Linked DNA regions of Mus musculus: region 2 is linked to region 1. A link is a contact called in public Hi-C data. All regions are on one chromosome and are shown on one strand. The core of a region is the stretch at or near the end of the contact, and the rest is flanking DNA. Distances in the headings are between cores, read along the strand shown. Region 1 overlaps Macc1 (metastasis associated in colon cancer 1). Region 2 holds the start of Tmem196 (transmembrane protein 196).

Region 1 (3,467 bases), core at 674-3,173:
CTGGGTGCTTTATTTGTACTTTCAAAAGACTTACAGAGTAAGTACAGAGATCAGACCTCAATAATCAATCCATGTTTCTCTGAATTTCTAGGCCTGGATGCCCTATTCTGTGCTCTGTGCAAACTAGCTAATGTGAGGGGGTTATGTAGTACTCTGTACAAATGTATGGAGAGATGTAGGTTCTAATTTATGTTATATCTAATTTATGTGTCAATTCATATGTACCTCAAGGCTTCTTTGTATATACTAATATATTGTTGTGGACAAAGACAAAGTAGGCAAGGCTTGCCTGCTTCAGAAAGTCAGTGGGGTTGTATAATGACCCATGAGTATAAAGGCACTTGTTTGTGCATCATAGTAAATAATGTCAAAACTACTCACTGGAAATTCCCAACAGATACCTGCTTTCTGTAGTGTTCTATGCTATTCTGTGCCATCACCTATTACTCAGCGCTGCCAGCTACTGCCTGTTGTAAATATTTCCAAATACATTTCTTTAACTCAGCCACAAAGGGACTTAGAACAGTCTGAGAGGCCATTAAATATGAATAAACAATACATGAAAAATTGAAAAGTATTATCCCAGCTAATTCAGTATTAGTGAATGAGTGAATTCAATGTAGAATATAAATTCAGAGCATGTATAGACAAGATATGTCCACAGAGATTAGTCACCTGCTTAGTACATCTCTCATCTAAGCAGTGACAGTTAAGATAGAGCCTGACAGAAGCTTCTATTAATATGGCTTAATTTGTCTTTCTTTTTCTTTTTTTCTTTCTTTCTTTTTTTTTTTTTTTGTTGTTTTGTTTTGTTTTTTGAGACAGGGTTTCTCTGAATAGCTCTGGCTGTTCTGGAACTCACTCTGTAGACCAGGCTGGCCTTGAACTCAGAAATCTGCCTGCCTCTGTCTCTCAAATGCTGGGATTAAAGGCATGCACCACCACTGCCCAGCTAATGAACTAATACTAGTAAGAGTAGTGCACATAGTTTGTGTTCAACAAAAAACTTTAAGAAAAGGGGATACTGCATTGGTCTTATTTAAGTGGCAGAAAATACAAATTCCCATAAGCAGGATTAGTAAGGGTAAACTTTTATGCAAAACTCTATGGTAGTGGTTTTCAATCTTTCTAATGCTGCAGCCCTTTAATACAGTTCCTCATGTTGTGGTGATAGCAAAGCATAAAATTATTTTATCATTACTTCATAACTGTAGTTTTGTTTCTGCTAAGACTCATAATGTAAATCAGTGTTTTGGGTGATCTTTGGGGGTAGTGACCCACACATAGAAAACCACTACTCCAAGGTGACTTCTGTTTCTTTATATTATACCTTACTATGACATGACTTTGGTAATTACACTTCCTTCTCTATTTTTCAGAATTAACGTTTGCAAGAGAGGTGAGGGGATGGGTGTTCAAGTCTTCACAGAAATATCAATTTAAAAAAATAACATCATATTAACCCTTTGAGCCTTTTTTATGTGGACTGGAACAAAGCATAATGGTATTTTGTAGAGATTTATTCTTTCCATTCCAATTATAGATTGTATGGGTGATAGTGAAGGCAAGTGAAAAATTGTATCCAATTACATGGAATATTGATGTTAGTGGAGGTAACATTTTAAGAAAGCAATCCTATGCAATATTTAACTCAAAGTTGGCACTTTAACATTTTACAAGTGGTAGAATTACAAATAAGCCAATTTGATGATGCAAATAAGTAGTGAGTACCAATGTTTACATTCCAAATGTTCTAATTATATGTGTATGGCTTGTTATTTTCTTAAAATAAATCCATGTTAACCTCTGTATATGTCTGTATTCTCCCATTTGTCTTATTTGGTTTGCCTTTGTCTTCATTCCCTCTGAGCCTGTTGCCTTGGTAACCATCACTATGTGCTTGTATGTGAAGCTTTCCTTTGACGTGCATTTATTTCTATGGAAACAGTGATGTCATTGGTGTGGGCAGGTGCTCAGGGGAAGCAAAGTAAAGAAACATAGAATGTTGGTCTTTCTTTGGATCATAAATGTACCATGAAAGTAAGTTTTCAAGGTTATGAACTATAATTTTGTTTTTATTTTAATTTGATCATCAAGCTACAGTTTTGTCTATGTATAGATTTGCTGAAATAGAATGAATTAAAAGTGCAAAGCATATTTGATAGCACATTGTCATGATATGTAATACCATTAAACACAATACAATTAAATATATGTAACAAACCTTAACCTTAAAAGTCAGAGCATTAAAAATTTATTCAATTGTATTCATTATTATTAAAAAATATGGTGTTGATAGGATGGTTTGGTAGGTAAAGGTTTGTCATGAAGCTGACAACTGAGTTTGATCCCCTTTTCTCACATGGTAGAAGAGAACTGGCTCCAGCAAATTATCCTCTGACTTGCACATGCATTTGTGGCATGCATTCACCACCACGACCACACAAACACACTGAACATATACATAATAAAATTTTCATGCAAGGAATTTTATATTAACATGTACAGTAGTTAGTACATAAAAAAAAAGATTTGACACAGTCATTATATTAAAAAAACAACCTAGTTTAAGAAACATAGGGATATATAAAATGGTTATATTTTTTACATCCAAGGTTCACATAATAGGCATTCCATTTTATTTTAAGTATTAAGAAATTCTCTGTCTCTGTCTTTCTGTTTCTGTCTCCCTCTCCCTCTCTGTCTGTCTGTCTCTCTGTCTCTCTTTCTTGCTACTTGTCTGTTATTCACTTAATTATATTTTCTTTTCTTTATAGATGATGTGGAAACCTGCCTATGATTTTCTCTATGCATGGAGTTTTCACTATGGAAATAGCTACAGAGATGTGTTACAAGATCTTCAATCAGCTTTGGACAGAATGAAAAACCCTGTCACTAAACGGTGGAGAGATTTAACTGGAACTTTAATACTTATAAATTCTTTAGAGATTCTGAGAGTGACTGCTTTCTCTACTTCTCAGGAAATATAGAATGAAACAAATTTAGGGAACAAAGAGAATGGTAAGGGGGAAAGGGGTGTGTGTGAGAGGGGGGAGGGAGAAGGAGAGGGAGAGAGAAATAAAGGAGGATGAACTCAAAGATGTCTTACATTTGGAAAATTAAGTGCAGAAATCAAAGGTAGAAGACTACCCATGAGGCTAGTGTAAAGTCAGTTTAATGCCTTAAAAAAATCGGTTTTTAATTTTTGCAAAACCATACCACATAGCAGAGCAGTAAAGAGGACAAATAATAAAAATGCATACTGAGAAACAAAACATGTTCCTCTCTTAAGTAATTTCCAGAAGGAAAATATAACACCATCAGAAAAAATGTCTTCAAACATGCACTAAGAATTTTTTCAGCTACCTTCTGCATCTTGAGACTATATCTAATTGGAAGTTTTCTCCCATGATCAGAATGCAAAATAATCCTTTAGCCATCAGGCTATTTAATACTATTATTACAAA
Region 2 (3,467 bases), core at 696-3,195, 480 kb after region 1:
AGGTGACATGTTTCTTTGTTCCTTTAAAACTCCTATATGGTTAACATCAAATGAGTGTTCACTATAATTCTCTCCCAGGGTAATTCTTTTCCACAGAAAACTACACTAATACCTTTTGATGATCATAACTTGTTTTCTTCCTCCAAAAGAATAAAAAATAGAAAGACAAAACAAAGTAGCTAAATTCAAACCAGAAGTGAAGTAGCATAGATGTCTCATTTCTGTTTACGTTTGACTTATACAATATTTAAATATCATAAGTATTGCTTTTTTAAATCCACAAACTGCTTGAGAAATTCTGGAAACTGGTTATCTGGAGGGAAATGTTTTGAGAAGTGGAAAGGAACATCACTAATTATCAGTCAACATCACTTATATAAGTTGTGCTCTGAATATCACAATAGCTGAAAATTCCTTAACATTTAATAACTCGCAATCCTTCTTTGATTTTCTTTTTCTCAAGTTCTAAAACTTGTAAAATAAGCATATCATAAAAAAAGAAATGAGAGTGTAGAAGTTAAGCTATGAAGCATGTTCTGAATCAAATATATAAAGGTAAAACTGACACTCCTGGGGCAGAATTAGGGCTTCTGTTTCCTCACATTGGTTCTTGAAAATAAAAAATGCGTCATGTAATCCCAAAGGAGCTTACTGTGTATTTGTCTGCATGTGGGCAGAGGCAAAGATGCCCTCATATTGTGGTCCCCTTTGTCTATATTTCCCTTCAACGCATCTCTAACTGAAGAATAAGTTCTTGAGAAAGATGGTTGATGAATCCATAACTCAGAACTCATCCAGAAAATTTTCAGTAGAACACCTTGAGATGTTTCCTGGGGGGGGGGGGGGGATCAGTAAAATATAAGCAATTCCACTATATCTAGGCTCCCAAAATTCACCAGAAAGAGCAACAAAATCACACAGCCCACGCTTGAGTCCCTGCCATAATGATTCAGAATTGAAGATGGTCAAAATCAGTTTTGTACTAGGTCAGACTTTTTCTCTGTTTATAAGTAATGCTTGTTCTGGTGTAGTACTTAAGTGTATGTATCTCAACTGAAATGAGATAACAACACAGGGTCTCTGTAAGCTGCTTCTGACTATGCCTCTCAGGTATGTAGCTATCAAGGAAAATATGCCTCCAGCAGACAGCTTCTTCCCTCTAGGATAAGAAGGTACAAAGTAGTGATAGCAGAATGGACCCTCTCTCTTAAAGAGCAGGCTCCAGTCTGGGCTCACTGATATAAATGAGTCCTCCAATGAGGGTCCGCTCAAATCTTTGTATAATCAGGGGTCTGGCTTCTTTCTATTTCCGTGCACTTGGTTTTCCTTTGCTCCTGAACCAGAGAAAAGTACATGTAGAGGAAAGTTTTGCATAGAATGAGCCTATATTGATATAAGGACCAGGCATAGCCACCCCTCCTGTCTGAGGCAGAAACCCAAGAGGAATTGAGTAGAGGAGTAACGAGTTTAGGATACTTAGGTTGGGTGCAGGGGCGGGGCGAATCAGAGGTCAGCCAAGAGTATTGGTCCTAGACCCACAAATACATCAGGATTCTCCCTCCTCCGTTAGCCTCCTAAACCCCAATGAGGTCATAGCAATGAGAGAGAATCAGATTCAAGAGAGGGGGGAGGAAGAGGACAACAACGGGGGAAAAAAATCCAGACGGAAAGAGGCCATCAGACAAGGTCGCTTTTTCTGGCGACACAGCAAGTGCTAGGAACGTGGTGCTGAATACCATCCACCCGCTCTGCCTAGAGACCTAGAGACTCACAGAAGCACTTTGCGCAGACAGGAAAACAAAGGAGGGAAGGCGAGAGGACAGGCGGAGAGGAGTTGTAAGCAGCTCCCCTTTATTACTAGGAAATCAAGCTTGGTTCCTCCGCCAGGAAGAAGGGAGCCAGAGAGGTGCGGAAGGCTCCTGGGGGCGCAGAGCAGAGACACGGCAGAACTCTGGACTGCGCCTCCGACACTGGCAAGGCTTCCGATCCAGAGTCCGTTCTCCAGAGCCTGGCTCCTCAATAAAAGCTTCTGGACTCCCACCCATCGCTCAACAGTCCCTGTGTGAACCCGCCACGGGCTGGATTAGCTGTCTTCTCTGGCCAGGCCCACGGAAATGGTTCTCTGGTTCTGAAAATCCAGACCTTGTGGATAATGTTTTGCTGGTGAAGAAAGAAAAGTTTGAGGAGCTGGACTGTGGTAGGGGGCGGAAGGGGCTGAGGAGGACTTTGGAAGAAAGAAGGTAGATGATCAGCTTTCATCTCTGAGCTGGAAGGAATGATGACCCAAGGAGAATGTGCACCAGCGGCCAGATCATTGGGAGCCTTTTGGTGCTCTCTGTGCTGGAGATAGGGCTGGGGGTGTCCAGCGTGGCCGTGGGGGCGGTCAGCTTCAGCCTGGCTCTCCGAGAGCACACGCCGCAGCTCGGAGACTCGTCCCCGGTATGGAGCGGGGTGTGTGTACGTTGAGCCATTTCACTCTCTCTTTACCTCTTTTCGGGGATGGTCAGTGTGTGCGTGCCTTAGTCACTGTCTCCTGGGAAAACAATATTATAATACTCCTCTGCCTGTAGGTTCCAATTGACAAGCTCTGCTGGTTTATATTGTCTTTTTGTGTATTAGGGAAGCTTTTTTCCTCTTCACTGGATTTAAAACTAAAATGAATGGCTTTATTTAAACTTGAGGGGAGGAGGGTCAGTTTGAGGATTCTGCAAGACTGACCAGTGTTAGTCTTTACAGGGTTACACCTGACAAGGGCAAACTCACTTGTTTATGTCTTTTACTGAAAATGTTACATCATTTTATTGTACAAAGAGCAAGCAAGGGGTAGTTATCTGTTTATATGTGGGCAGTATGCTCAAGGTGCACCGATGCAACAGTGATATGACCAAAATGGAAAGTGAGCTGAGCCTCTGAAAGGTCTGAGGAAAGATGAGCATTGTCTCAGAAAGCACTGCTTTCAATTTGCCTTGCTACCTTTCTCATACTCACTTCTGAATATTCTGTTGTAAGTTCAAGGCCACCAGTTAAACAAACAGCAGTAAGAAATGTAATGCCATCCTAATGGTAGAGTAACTCACTTTAAAGTGTGCTTATCTACTCAGAAAACAATATTGGGTTTTTTTTGGGGGGGGGGTTGTTTTGTTTTGTTTTGTTTCAGGTCAGGGGCAGACCTAACAAACATTTTGTTTGCTCATGTAGGAAGAATTGCAAGGAAGCCACCAAAATCAATAAAATAACTACCTGATAATGAAAAGGCGCTCTCTCTCTCTCTCTCTCTCTCTCTCTCTCTCTCTCGTGTGTGTGTGTGTGTGTGTGTGTGTGTGTGTGTGTGTGTGTGTGTGTAGTGTGTGTGTGTGTGTGTGTGTGTGTGTGTGTGTGTGTGTTGATCCTCCTTCCTTTTCCCCTCTCTCTCCTAGCTCCTCATAGCTGCCATGCCAACCTGAGTCTCTAACTTGATTGTATTTCCT

Evidence for each region. A called contact is a pair of places that touch in the nucleus more often than the background predicts.
Region 2: a contact with region 1 is called in a Hi-C map of cortical neurons. The contact joins the promoter of Tmem196 here to the enhancer-like site in region 1. A contact is called at or near these places in 7 of 39 promoter capture datasets (the 3T3-L1 cell line, 3T3-L1-derived adipocytes, frontonasal cranial neural crest and 4 more), 1 of 484 Hi-C or Micro-C datasets (cortical neurons), 5 of 115 datasets of contacts at active chromatin or transcription factors (astrocytes, embryonic forebrain, embryonic stem cells and 2 more) and 2 of 9 other capture datasets (embryonic stem cells and liver).

The regions. Positions count from the first base shown.
Region 1 is chr12:119,462,683-119,466,149 of GRCm38.p6, forward strand. Macc1 (metastasis associated in colon cancer 1) reads left to right here. Exons shown (of 4, transcript NM_001163136.1): 4 at 2,778-3,467. The coding sequence ends at 2,990. Among named protein-coding and RNA genes, the nearest start is that of Macc1, 21 kb to the left of the region's middle. Within about 2 kb of position 1,924, at least 35 of the 459 cell types and tissues checked have an H3K27ac peak or open chromatin away from gene starts, as enhancers often do. A contact at or near this core is called in cortical neurons and neural progenitor cells, where this site is marked.
Region 2 is chr12:119,944,182-119,947,648 of GRCm38.p6, forward strand. It overlaps Tmem196 (transmembrane protein 196), which reads left to right and starts at 1,946. Exons shown (of 5, transcript NM_001294154.2): 1 at 1,946-2,439. The coding sequence starts at 2,293.